Regions from separate parts of the Mus musculus genome. Here all the other regions are linked to region 4. The links are chromatin contacts, called in public HiChIP or PLAC-seq and promoter capture Hi-C maps. All regions are on one chromosome and are shown on one strand. The core of a region is the stretch at or near the end of the contact, and the rest is flanking DNA. Distances in the headings are between cores, read along the strand shown.

What was found. Promoter capture Hi-C pulls out the DNA fragments that hold promoters and counts their contacts. HiChIP or PLAC-seq counts read pairs in DNA pulled down with a chosen protein or histone mark. Capture Hi-C pulls out chosen DNA fragments and counts their contacts.
Region 1: a contact with region 4 is called in a promoter capture Hi-C map of hematopoietic stem and progenitor cells. The contact joins the enhancer-like site here to the promoter of Dedd2 in region 4. A contact is called at or near these places in 8 of 39 promoter capture datasets (the C10 cell line, the HPC-7 cell line, cranial neural crest and 5 more), 2 of 484 Hi-C or Micro-C datasets (cortical neurons and embryonic stem cells), 2 of 115 datasets of contacts at active chromatin or transcription factors (bone marrow-derived macrophages and pancreatic cancer cells) and 3 of 9 other capture datasets (adipose tissue, embryonic stem cells and liver).
Region 2: a promoter capture Hi-C map of adipose tissue shows a contact between it and region 4. The contact joins the promoter of Tgfb1 here to the promoter of Dedd2 in region 4. A contact is called at or near these places in 14 of 39 promoter capture datasets (the 3T3-L1 cell line, the C10 cell line, the HPC-7 cell line and 10 more), 3 of 484 Hi-C or Micro-C datasets (embryonic stem cells and nephron progenitors), 3 of 115 datasets of contacts at active chromatin or transcription factors (extraembryonic endoderm stem cells, memory CD8 T cells and pancreatic cancer cells) and 2 of 9 other capture datasets (adipose tissue and liver).
Region 3: a contact with region 4 is called in a FOXA1 HiChIP or PLAC-seq map of pancreatic cancer cells. The contact joins the enhancer-like site here to the promoter of Dedd2 in region 4. A contact is called at or near these places in 5 of 39 promoter capture datasets (the C10 cell line, HPC-7-derived erythroid cells, hematopoietic stem and progenitor cells and 2 more), 1 of 484 Hi-C or Micro-C datasets (B cells), 1 of 115 datasets of contacts at active chromatin or transcription factors (pancreatic cancer cells) and 2 of 9 other capture datasets (adipose tissue and liver).

The regions. Positions count from the first base shown.
Region 1 is chr7:25,648,633-25,651,571 of GRCm38.p6, forward strand. The region is part of intron 1 of Bckdha (branched chain ketoacid dehydrogenase E1, alpha polypeptide); the gene reads right to left. Among named protein-coding and RNA genes, the nearest start is that of Bckdha, 8.7 kb to the right of the region's middle. Within about 2 kb of position 1,274, at least 51 of the 459 cell types and tissues checked have an H3K27ac peak or open chromatin away from gene starts, as enhancers often do. A contact at or near this core is called in adipose tissue, bone marrow-derived macrophages, hematopoietic stem and progenitor cells and 1 more, where this site is marked.
Region 2 is chr7:25,685,340-25,688,313 of GRCm38.p6, forward strand. It overlaps Tgfb1 (transforming growth factor, beta 1), which reads left to right and starts at 1,663. Exons shown (of 7, transcript NM_011577.2): 1 at 1,663-2,884. The coding sequence starts at 2,530. It overlaps B9d2 (B9 protein domain 2), which reads left to right. Exons shown (of 4, transcript NM_001362154.1): 4 at 642-1,223. The coding sequence ends at 955.
Region 3 is chr7:25,704,588-25,707,313 of GRCm38.p6, forward strand. Tgfb1 (transforming growth factor, beta 1) reads left to right here. Exons shown (of 7, transcript NM_011577.2): 7 at 197-490. The coding sequence ends at 355. Among named protein-coding and RNA genes, the nearest start is that of Ccdc97, 13 kb to the right of the region's middle. Within about 2 kb of position 1,429, at least 143 of the 459 cell types and tissues checked have an H3K27ac peak or open chromatin away from gene starts, as enhancers often do. A contact at or near this core is called in B cells, adipose tissue, hematopoietic stem and progenitor cells and 2 more, where this site is marked.
Region 4 is chr7:25,218,423-25,221,160 of GRCm38.p6, forward strand. It overlaps Dedd2 (death effector domain-containing DNA binding protein 2), which reads right to left and starts at 1,437. Exons shown (of 5, transcript NM_207677.3): 1 at 1,342-1,437; 2 at 379-745. The coding sequence starts at 706. It also overlaps a transcript of Zfp526 not described here.

The sequences.
Region 1 (2,939 bases), core at 24-2,523, 430 kb after region 4:
AGCACTTGGAGGGGAAGGTACGAGGATCAGAGTTTTCAGGGTTGCCCAGGATGAGATCTTGTCTCAAAACCCAAACAAAAGCCGGGCAGTGGTGGCGCACACCTTTGATCCCAGTACTTGGGAGGCAGAGAGGCAGGGAGATTTCTGAGTTTGAGGCCAGCCTGGTCTACAGAGTGAGTTCCAGGACAGCCAGGGCTATAGAGAAACCCTGTCTCTAAAAACAAAAACAAACAAACAAAATAATCTCTCTTTAACCCTTGCCAGCACTATGTAAGGGAAGTATTTCTGGTTTTGCCCAAGGAAATCTAAAGTGTACAATCCCAAACTGAGGAACCAGCAGGTCAGCCAGCCAAAACAAGCTGCAGGCGTGGGGCCTGGTGGTGCCCACCAGCCAGCTCCTCCACTGATTTCACCCCTCCATCTCCTACAAGAAAAACTAGTGTGAATAGACCCTTTGTTCCTTGCACTGTCTGTCAAACAAAGCTGCTCGGGTGACTGGAACACTTCTGCTCCATGAGACAGTCTTCTCTCTCCTAGAATCAAAACGCCTCCCAGGTAAGACCCTTACACTGAGTTAGTGAGGGGCGGAGCGCACCTGCCTAGCACCCGCGAGGTCCATGGCTCTCTCCCCAGCACTGAAGGCAACCTGAAACAAAACCAAGGCATGCTGGTACACAAGGGAAGTGAAGACAGGAAGATGACAAGTTCAAAGCCAGTCTCAGTTCAAGGCTAACCTAGGCTACTAGAGACCCTGCCTTAAAAGAAAAAGAAAACAAAAGCCAGAGAGAAGTTTCATCTGGCAAAGGCCACCAATTCTGATGGCCTGAAGTTTGATCATTTGACCTCTGGGACCCCAAAGCTGACCTCTGACCTGTGAACATTCACAGTGGCATGCACGTGCCATCTCCTCCTCAAAAAAGACGTTTCTTCTTAGGTCAACAATACTGTATTCCAAAACAAAATTCATGAGTGTTGTGGTGCACACCTTTAATATCAGCTCTCGGGACGCAGAGAGGAGGATCAGAGGCCAAGCAAGGACTGCACCATGGGATGCAGTCTCAAAAACAAACAAACAAACAAAAGTGGCCAGCGTGGATGACGTGTGGGGGAGGAGTGCTGTCGGCCTGAGCCTAGCTCTTCTGAAGCTAGCACAGCCCACCAGAAGCAAGTGTCCTGGACAGAAGCTGTGGAGAGGTCAGGGTGAGGCTCAGTGTCTTGTGAGACCAACGCGCCTGAGCTTCCCCCTCTCCCTGGCAGCCAGGAAGGACTCAGGCTTTGGAGTCCCAGCCTCAGACTTCCTATCGCTAAACCTTTGTTTCCCCATTTTTAATAGCAGTGCACCAGCACTTTGTGTGTTGAAACTATCAATCACAAAGTGTTTCATAATGTGCAAAACCCACACCAGATTCCTTAAGACATCAGCCAACACCCTCAGGGGCATCCAACGGCTTAACATTGCAACACAACACTGTTATCTACAAACTACACTTAACTAGAACTTCACCACAGTTAGCAAAACACACACACACACACAAACAGAAAAAAATAATGTCATCGTGTTTTAGTGAAGTTTATAATTCCATGTTGGGCTACATTTATACCTGTCTTTGGCTACATTTAGCCTCCAGGCCAAAGGTTATCCTAAACAGGAGAGACCTCAGTAAGAACTACCTCCTCTTGGCAAGTCACTTGGAGAGCCTTCAGAGCGCTGAAGCAGGCCATCGGTGACAATGAGCAGAAGCCTGGCTCTGACCACCCTTGCTCAGCGCCCTAGCACCTCTGCACTCCCAGATGAGGGTCGAAATGCTACAGACAGTGGACCTGGCTTTTAAGTTTTTAATTTTTTTCCTGATTTATTTTTATTTTAAGTGCTGGTGTTCTGTCTGCATGCATGTCTTCGTGAGAGTGCTGATTCTCCTGGAGCTGGCGTTCCAGAGAGTTCTGAGCCGCCTGTGTGGGTGCTGGGTCCCCTAGAAGAACAGACCATGCTCCTAACCACTGAGCCATTTTTAATTTTTTTGTTTGTTTGTTTGTTTTTTTTTGGTTTTTCGAGACAGGGTTTCTCCATGTAGCCCTGGCTGTCCTGGAACTCACTTTGTAGACCAGGCTGGCCTCAAACTCAGAAATCCTCCTGCCTCTGCCTCCCGAGTGCTGGGATTAAAGGCATGCGCCACCACACCTGACCATTTTAATTTTTTTTTTTTTTTTTTTTTTTTTTTTTTGGTTTTTTTGAGACAGGGTTTCTCTGTGTAGCCCTGGCTGTCCTGGAACTCACTATGTAGACCAGGCTGGCCTCAAACTCAGAAATCCACCTGTCTCTGCCTCCCGAGTGCTGGGATTAAAGGCATGCGCCACCACGCCCGGCTCCATTTTAATTTTTTAAACTACACTTTTATTTACTGGGTGTGCACGTGCGATGGAGAGTGAGGTAACTTGTGGGAGTTGATTCTCTCTCGCCTTCATGCAGGTCCTGGAAACAGCTCAAGTCACTAGGCTTGATGGCAGCTGCTTCTACTCTCTGAGCCGTTTCAATGGCCTTAAGGGTGAATCTTTTTTTGTTTGTTTGTTTTTTGTTTTCTTTTTTGCTTCCTGCAGAGTCTTGCCACATAGCCCTGGCTGGCTGGGAGTTCCCTGCAATCCTCCTGCCTCTGCTTCCTGAGCATTAGAATTATGGGTCTGCGCTGCTCAGCTAAGGCAGTGCTGGTACGTTCTACCAACAGAGCCCGAGACGGTGGTTAGTTTTGTTTTGTTCGTTTGTTCTCTTTTTTCTTTCTTTTTTGGGGGGAGGGTGGATGGGATGGGGGAATGCCTGCGTGCCTACAAGATTTACAGTCACCACCTCAGGCCAGGCTCTCACAGTCTGAGTTTCCTTCCTCTTCTTAGCCTTGAACAGCAGAGACATCTGCTGTAGCAGCAGGGGAAGACAAGCGCAGATCCAG
Region 2 (2,974 bases), core at 413-2,912, 470 kb after region 4:
CTATAATTTACTTATTTACTATGTTGGTTGTCTAGGATGTCAGCTTCACGGGGCAGGAATTTTTGTCTGCTGTGTTCATTGCTGTGTCCCCAGCCTGGAGAACAGGGCCTGCCAGGGGAGGGCTTAGGGTTGGGGGGGGGGGGGGCTGGGCTGCATCTCCAAGCATTGGACTGTCAGGCTGGGACACTCAGCTGTGCATTGAGGCCACTAGAAACCTAACGAAGGGGAGAGATGGCTCCACTGGGGAAGAAAGGAAATCTGAGTCAGGTGCGTGAGAGCAAAGCAAGTCCATGAGGAGGAGGGCGGAAGGGGTCTAAGCTGAGGTGCTGACCTGGGGGCCTGGGAGAGTGAAGAGACCACAAAGGGAGGTCAGACGAGGCCAGACTTGACTTGAGAGGTTGGACTTTGTTCTGTGGCCCAGGGGAGTCATGGGAGGGTTTTGAGCAAGAGGGTAATGTGGATTGCTCTAGATTCCTGTGACTACTATGTGGAGTGAGTGGGAGATGAGAACCCAGAGAGGAAATTCAGGCAATAATCCAAGGTAAAAGTACTGTGCGAGGTCTCCAGTGGTTTCAATGCTGGGAACCCGGGAGCAGGGTTCTGCCCCTTTGTCCTTTTCTCTAACGCCTCTCCTCCCGCAGGTTGGCCTCGACTCCATCTCCAGGTGTGGTCCCAGGACAGCTTTGGCCGCTGCCAGCTTGCTGGCTATGGCTTTTGCCATGTGCCTAGCAGCCCAGGCACTCATCAGCTGGACTGCCCTACATGGAGGCCCCTGGGCAGTTGGAGGGAGCAGCTAGCACGGGCTTTCGTGGGTGGTGGGCCACAGCTGCTGCACGCAGATACCATCTACAGCGGGGCTGACCGCTACCGCCTGCACACGGCCGCGGGTGGCACAGTGCACCTTGGTATCGGCCTGCTGCTGCGCCACTTCGATCGCTATGGAGTGGAGTGTTGAGGGACTTCATTGCTACTAATCGCCATCATCCACTGAGCACATAATGGCACAGCAGTGAAGCAGGCACGTGGACTCTGGAGACTGTCAGTCCTGATCACCCCCAAGTCATGGCCCCTATGCCATGGACTGCAAGGCCAGGAACTCCCCTGTGGCCCATGCTCCACTGAACTACGGGGTAGAAAGGGCTGTGGGTTGGAGGGACATGAGCAGGGCCCACTGTTTGGACTGTCGGGGGCACTTAATAAAAGCGTGTATTTCTCATGGGTAAGGTGCCTCCTTGTATCCGCTAAAGCTCTCAGACGTCGGTCTCCTTATTTCACTCTCCTTGACACTCTCATCCGCAAAGTCTGCCCCTGCCTTTCGCTCTCCACCGCCTAGGTCCCCACTTCTAATACAGGACTCTGTTTTCTCACGAAGTCCCAATTTTTCCTTTGACCCTTCAACAACTCCCAAATCCACCGGGGCGCTTTGGTTGGTCACCGGCTTTAGTAGTGCTCCGCCGCCAGGAGGCAGCACCCTGGAGGTGGGGCGAGGCCGGGGTGCCCGCCCCCTCCCCGCAGGGCTGAAGGGACCCCCCTTGGAGCCCGCCCACGCTAAGATGAAGACAGTGCCCCCCCATGCCCTCCCCCTGGGGCTGCCCCCGCCCCGCGCGCGCTTCCTGGGTGGGGCCGGGGCGGCTTCAAAACCCCCGCCGCCCCAGCCGGTCCCGCCGCCGCCGCCGCCCTTCGCGCCCCAGGCCGTCCCCCTCCTCCTCCCGCCGCGGATCCTCCAGACAGCCAGGCCCCCGGCCGGGGCAGGGGGGACGCCCCTTCGGGGCACCCCCGGCTCTGAGCCGCACTCGGAGTCGGCCTCCGCTGGGAGCCGGCAAAGGAGCAGCCGAGGAGCCGTCCGAGGCCCCAGAGTCTGAGACCAGCCGCCGCCGCAGGGAGGAGGGGGAGGAGGAGTGGGAGGAGGGACGAGCTGGTTGAGAGAAGAGGAAAAAAGTTTTGAGACTTTTCCGCTGCTACTGCAAGTCAGAGACGTGGGGACTTCTTGGCACTGCGCTGTCTCGCAAGGAGGCAGGACCTGAGGACTCCAGACAGCCCTGCTCACCGTCGTGGACACTCGATCGCTACCCGGCGTTCCTCAGACGCCCCTATTCCGGACCAGCCCTCGGGAGCCACAAACCCCGCCTCCCGCGAAGACTTCACCCCAAAGCTGGGGCGCACCCCTTGCACGCCGCCCTCCCCCCAGCCTGCCTCTTGAGTCCCTCGCATCCCAGGACCCTCTCTCCCCCGAGAGGCAGATCTCCCTCGGACCTGCTGGCAGTAGCTCCCCTATTTAAGAACACCCACTTTTGGATCTCAGAGAGCGCTCATCTCGATTTTTACCCTGGTGGTATACTGAGACACCTTGGTGTCAGAGCCTCACCGCGACTCCTGCTGCTTTCTCCCTCAACCTCAAATTATTCAGGACTATCACCTACCTTTCCTTGGGAGACCCCACCCCACAAGCCCTGCAGGGGCGGGGCCTCCGCATCCCACCTTTGCCGAGGGTTCCCGCTCTCCGAAGTGCCGTGGGGCGCCGCCTCCCCCATGCCGCCCTCGGGGCTGCGGCTACTGCCGCTTCTGCTCCCACTCCCGTGGCTTCTAGTGCTGACGCCCGGGAGGCCAGCCGCGGGACTCTCCACCTGCAAGACCATCGACATGGAGCTGGTGAAACGGAAGCGCATCGAAGCCATCCGTGGCCAGATCCTGTCCAAACTAAGGCTCGCCAGTCCCCCAAGCCAGGGGGAGGTACCGCCCGGCCCGCTGCCCGAGGCGGTGCTCGCTTTGTACAACAGCACCCGCGACCGGGTGGCAGGCGAGAGCGCCGACCCAGAGCCGGAGCCCGAAGCGGACTACTATGCTAAAGAGGTCACCCGCGTGCTAATGGTGGACCGCAACAACGGTGAGCTCCGAGGGGCCGGGGAGCCAGGAGGGAGCCCCCAGGGGGCGCCGGAGTGCAGGGGTCACCGGGAGGAAATTACCCTCAGAGGAA
Region 3 (2,726 bases), core at 179-2,678, 490 kb after region 4:
AGAGGCCGAGATGGGGACAGATGAGGGACAGAGAACAATAGGGAGAGACATATATAGAAATAGACTGGGAGAGATAGGGAAACAGAGATGGAAGTTGAGGAGGCTCAGAGATAAGAGACAGAAATGTAGAGATCCTGGTGGGGAGAGAGATAGGGGGAGCCCCTGTACTCTGGCAGTGACCCCGGCCCACCCGCAGGTCCTTGCCCTCTACAACCAACACAACCCGGGCGCTTCGGCGTCACCGTGCTGCGTGCCGCAGGCTTTGGAGCCACTGCCCATCGTCTACTACGTGGGTCGCAAGCCCAAGGTGGAGCAGTTGTCCAACATGATTGTGCGCTCCTGCAAGTGCAGCTGAAGCCCCGCCCCGCCCCGCCCCTCCCGGCAGGCCCGGCCCCGCCCCCGCCCCGCCCGCAGCGCCCGGGGCTGTATTTAAGGACACCTGCACCCCCCCTCAAGCCCACCTGGGGGGCCCATTAAAGGTGACAGAGGACTGGTGGTCTCCGTGTCATTGGCCGCCGGATTGCGTCTCCCTCTTAGCTGACGCCCCTACCACATCTTGTCCCTTTCTGTGCAATCGCCTCCAGCACTCCCTAAGGAACGCCGGCTTTGATCCCAGAATTCCAGGGGGCGACGCTGAGGCCCAGGGAAAACCCTATTAGACTCAGGTATCATCTCTTTAGGCACCGTTCACAGTGCTTTATACCTCTGAGCATCCACGAGGCAATCCGGGAGAGCCTGAATTCCTGCTGGGATGAATTCATTTCTTGGATGATGAGTATATGGAAGAGCAAAAAGTGCTGATACAGTGGGTTGTGGTGGCCCCATGTGACAAGTCCCTGCATTCAGGAGACTGAGGCAGGCAGATAGATATAGCTCAGGCTAGCTCAGATATAACCAGGCTACTGGTTCAGAGTTGAGTGTGTGGTACTGAAATGCCTGCAGTGGGAAGGCAAGGGTTAGATAAGGAACTCTGGGGCTTCCGGGTTACATTAGACCCTATCCCAAAAAACCCCCAATTCACAGAATGTGGTGGCACAGGCCTTTAAGACCAGCACTCAGGAGGCTGTAGCAGATTGGTCTCTGAGTTTGAGGCCAGCCTGGTTTACAGAGCAAGTTCTGGATACACAGGACTACACATAGAAGAAACGGTCTCCAAAATACCAAAACACCAAATCAGTAGTTGGTGTTGGTGCTGACTATGTCACTGGGTGAAAGGAGCCTAGGGGGAGGGGGAGCCACAAGAAGGAAGTGGAATCAGGGAGTGTGTGTGTGTGTGTGTGTGTGTGTGTGTGTGAGAGAGAGAGAGAGAGAGAGAGAGATTCTTGGAAGACCGGAAGTGACAAGTGACAGCCATCTTGGGGTGTGCCACTGTGTGAGGAAAGAGAGCAACGTGACTGGAAGAGTCTAAGGGAAGGGTGTTGGGCGCTGAGTCAGATCCAAGTCAGCACAAGCCAGGGAATGACAACTCTCCTACATGTCAGGTGTGTGGCTGTCCTTGATCACAGCTTTCTTCCCACAGCCTGACAGAGCAGGGGCTGGCCAAGGTTGGCCCCAAGCCTCCTGCAGCCTGCAGCCTGCAGCCTGTTTCTGTAAATAAGTCCCGCTGGCTCACGGCCACACTCGCTGCTTCCTCCACATACTGTTTGGAGCCATGTACTGTTTCTGCAGCCTCGTATGCAGGGCCAGCAATATCACCTGGTCCTTCTGGAAAACCTGTGAAGATGGGTGTGGTCTGAACAGGCTGCCTGTAATTTGAACAGGAGGCAGAGGCAGGAGTATCATCACCACAAGTTCAAAGCCAGCCTGATCTACATAGCCCCCAGCCAAGCAGAGCTAAGTATATGGAAAACCCCTCAGTCCTTCCCACTCTCTCCAAAAGCTTGCTTATCCTTTTTGGGGGATCGTGTGCTCTTTACAGGAGGAAGTATTTACACACACGGAAGGTGGTTACTTCCTAAATCCACAGAACTTAGTTAGTTTAGCATCTGCACATGGATCTAAGACTGCTTTCTTGATCATATCTTGATCAGGAGTATGGGACCCCAAAAGAACTTGGGGGACACATAGCCTTACCAGATGAGCTAAAAAGCTGTATCCGAGGCCTCCATTTCTGGTAAATCACTGCGAGTTAAGTGAATGGTGAGGAACTCTGTCCTCAGTCACCCTGCCTCCTCCCTTCCTGGGGTTGAGAGAGAGAGAGAGAGAGAGAGAGAGAGAGAGAGTGCACATGCATGAGCGTATATGCATGCATGTGTCCTCAGGAAGATAAGTTACCCAGGCAAGAAAGACCGGCTGCCTGAGCCTAGCGAGTCCTGTGTTTCATCTCTTCCCATCTGCTGGGGGGAGCTTGTGAATTCTCTCCTGCTTCCTCTTTCTCAAGCCCGTTTCCTCCTTTCTCCTGTGTTTCACTTCCCCTACCCTCTGCCTTTCTCAGGCCCCCAGGGCTCCTAAACTTGCTTTCCACTCAGGGAGTGTCTGGGAGGGAGGGAGGGAGGGAGGCAGGGTGACTGAGGGCAGAGTTCCTTTGGTTTGAGGTTGACAGCACTGAGCCTGGAAGAGTGGGTCAGAGGCCTCCTAGTCTCGTCCCATCAGGGGCTGAGAGCCTCTGAGGAACAGGTTGGGGTTTGGGGCAGGACAAGAACATTTGTCATTGCCACTAGCTCTGGCCTGGCAGATACACAAACACGCAAGCAAGAACACAATCAGGATTGTAGTCATTCAAGGAT
Region 4 (2,738 bases), core at 187-2,686:
ATTGACTTCTCCACTAATACAAGTTTCGTGGAGTTGGCATCTTGGCTGTAACTTCTCTGTAGCCTCACATGCTGCAAGGTACCCAGCGTCTCTGAACCTGTTGTTTTCCCTGGGGGCGGGGGAGGGCTGTCAGGTGACAGTGCCTATGAAACCTTTCCTATGAAAGGTTTGTCTCTTCCTGGCATAAAAAGTTCCACAAACAGTGGCCACAATCATTACTGATATGGCCGAATCCCACAAGCTCACTTCTACCTAAGCCATACCCTCTCACTGTTGAGTTTCTCGCTGTGAAATAGGGGAGACTGTATATCCTTATCAGGGAAGTACAGGGGCCCAGAGGGAGCAAGGTGTTTCTGCAACTTCCTATTCAAACCCTACCTGGCCGGCGCCGCTTGCGCGCCAGATGTGGCAGGAGGTCGTGACGGGCTAGCACGCGCAGGAGTTGGCTCAGCAGCCGCAGGTTGCTCTCGTCGCACTGCCCGCGGCGTTCCAGCTCCAGAAGCAGCTCCAGGCCGCTGCGGGCGCGGGCCAGGCCGCCGGGGGCGCCGGGGGCCTCATCCAGCAGGAAGGCCAGGAGCTCCAGTTCGCACTCGGTCAGCTGCCCGCCCACTACCTCGAACATACGGTGAAGCGACAGCATGCCGTAGTAATCCAAACACTCATCCTCCTCCCAGCTCGGGGCCGGGGTCGACCCGGACAACGCCATTCCCAGGGGAGGGGTGCGGAACAAGCTCAGAACCAGGGCCTAGAACCCACACGGCGGGGAGGAGGTCGTGGTCAGCGACACAGTGGCTCAAAGCCCACAGAGGCCAGAGCGTGGGCCCCGCAAGGTGTCTCCGGGCAGAGTCGCCCCCCACACCCTCAACGGTCTCAACCTCTCTCCCTCCCACGGACAGGAATGGTATCGCCCGAGATCCCATAGTAACAGGTCGAACGCTAGACCCCACCGGTCCACATCACTGTCGGGAGGACCAAGCCCAGATGCCCTTTTCTGAGTAGTACGTTTCGAACTTGCCACCGACTGACCTAGACGACCAGCTCGAATGAGCTACATGGCCCATTGCAGGGCACCTTGTCCACTGCCCGGTGACTTCGGATGGCAAATGTCCGGTCATAGCCCTCGGGTTCTGTCCACTAGTACCTTCCTGCTAGCTCCAACATCCCACTCAAGTGATACCTTTCAAAAGTGACCCTCGGCCCCCTGCAAGTGGGACCGACCAAGACAACCCTGAGCGCCACACAGGTGGTACTGTCTGAATCCGACCCCCCCTCCCTGAAAGGGCGATCGATCCTGCCCTCACCCGAGCACCCAAGTGGTTCCAGCTACCCTTCACCAGTCACCTTTAGGCCTCTCTTATCCTCACCAGATTCCAGCGTCCGATGACTTCTGGGCGACGGCCGCAGCCACTTGTTTTGGATCTTTCTGGCACCTTCTCTATTATTACGCCTGCGTCACCTCGCTCCTCCTCTTTCGCCCAACTCGCGCAGGTGCGACCGCCACGCCCCTACAGCGCAAGCGCAGAATCAGACCTCAAGCTCCACCCCTTCCAGGACTCCAGATCCGCCCCTAACCCAAGCGTCCGGACTCTCCCTTGCTGCGCTTGCGCAAGAGCAAAACCTCGCTGTGTCTTGCTCTTGATGGTGGTTTCAGGCTCGGTGTGTGTCCCCTGAATCCTATGACACGACCTGGTGGAATTACTCATCCCACAGACTACCTCTTCCTCCTGATCACGTCCTAGACACCCACATGACCAGTGCCAACAGCTGTCAGCGCAAAGTAAACCAGTCACGAGGGTCCCGACTCCCTGGAGCGCTCAAGGCTCATAATCAGGACTTGTAATACAGTATGCCCCATTCTGGTGGCAACCAGAAACCTACAACTCAACTCTGCTGTCTCAGATCCTACATGGAAATTCTTGCTCATACAGCTCCCCAGCCCCAATTTATAAATTCTCCAGTCGCAAGCAGCAGAATGATACCTCTTCCCAAATCTCAATAGACCTTGCCACCCCCTGTGTGCAGCACATTCCGAAGACGTCCATCAGCACCTCCTATCATAGACACCACACCCACGGTTAGAACAGCCTTTGTACAATCGCTTCTGAGCCCTCTTGAGTCTTGGAGCCACCCAGATGCCCCTCCTAACCTGCACCTATGAGAGCAATCCTGTCACAGAAGTGGAGGCTAGGGTGTCTTCATGTCCCCTACACGAGGCCTTGAGCGTGACGGTCGCTCCTCCTCCCCCACTTAGGTGACTCAAGGTCAGGGCCAGCACGTGCCTAAGACAGGTCTCTTCTAGGACTGGTTTCCACCCCCGGAATTGTCTCCCTAAGGGGCGGGAGGCTCTGGCTCAATGCTGGCTGTTTGTTTCCCTTTTCTGGGCCTTAGCTTTTCCACCTGTGAAACGGATGGCAGTGGAGTCCACGGTATGGGCTCTCTGTGTGAATATCATTGAATCAGACAAAGAATGGGAGGAAGGGGAAAGCTATTTATAAACGGTAAAGCTTCTATGATGGGTGGGCTATAGTGAGTACTACGGTGTATCAGGCCCCGAGCCGAACATTTTTATGTGTATGACAAAATTCAATGCCTTCAACAACCTTTCAGGAGATGCGATTCCAGTCCACTTTGCACGTAAGCAAAAACTGAGGCGGCGCAGGAAAAGTACAAGTGTGTCTGGCTTTTTAGTTACGCTGTCAGAAACGCTCAGTCTCTTCTGCTACGAGATAACACCTGTC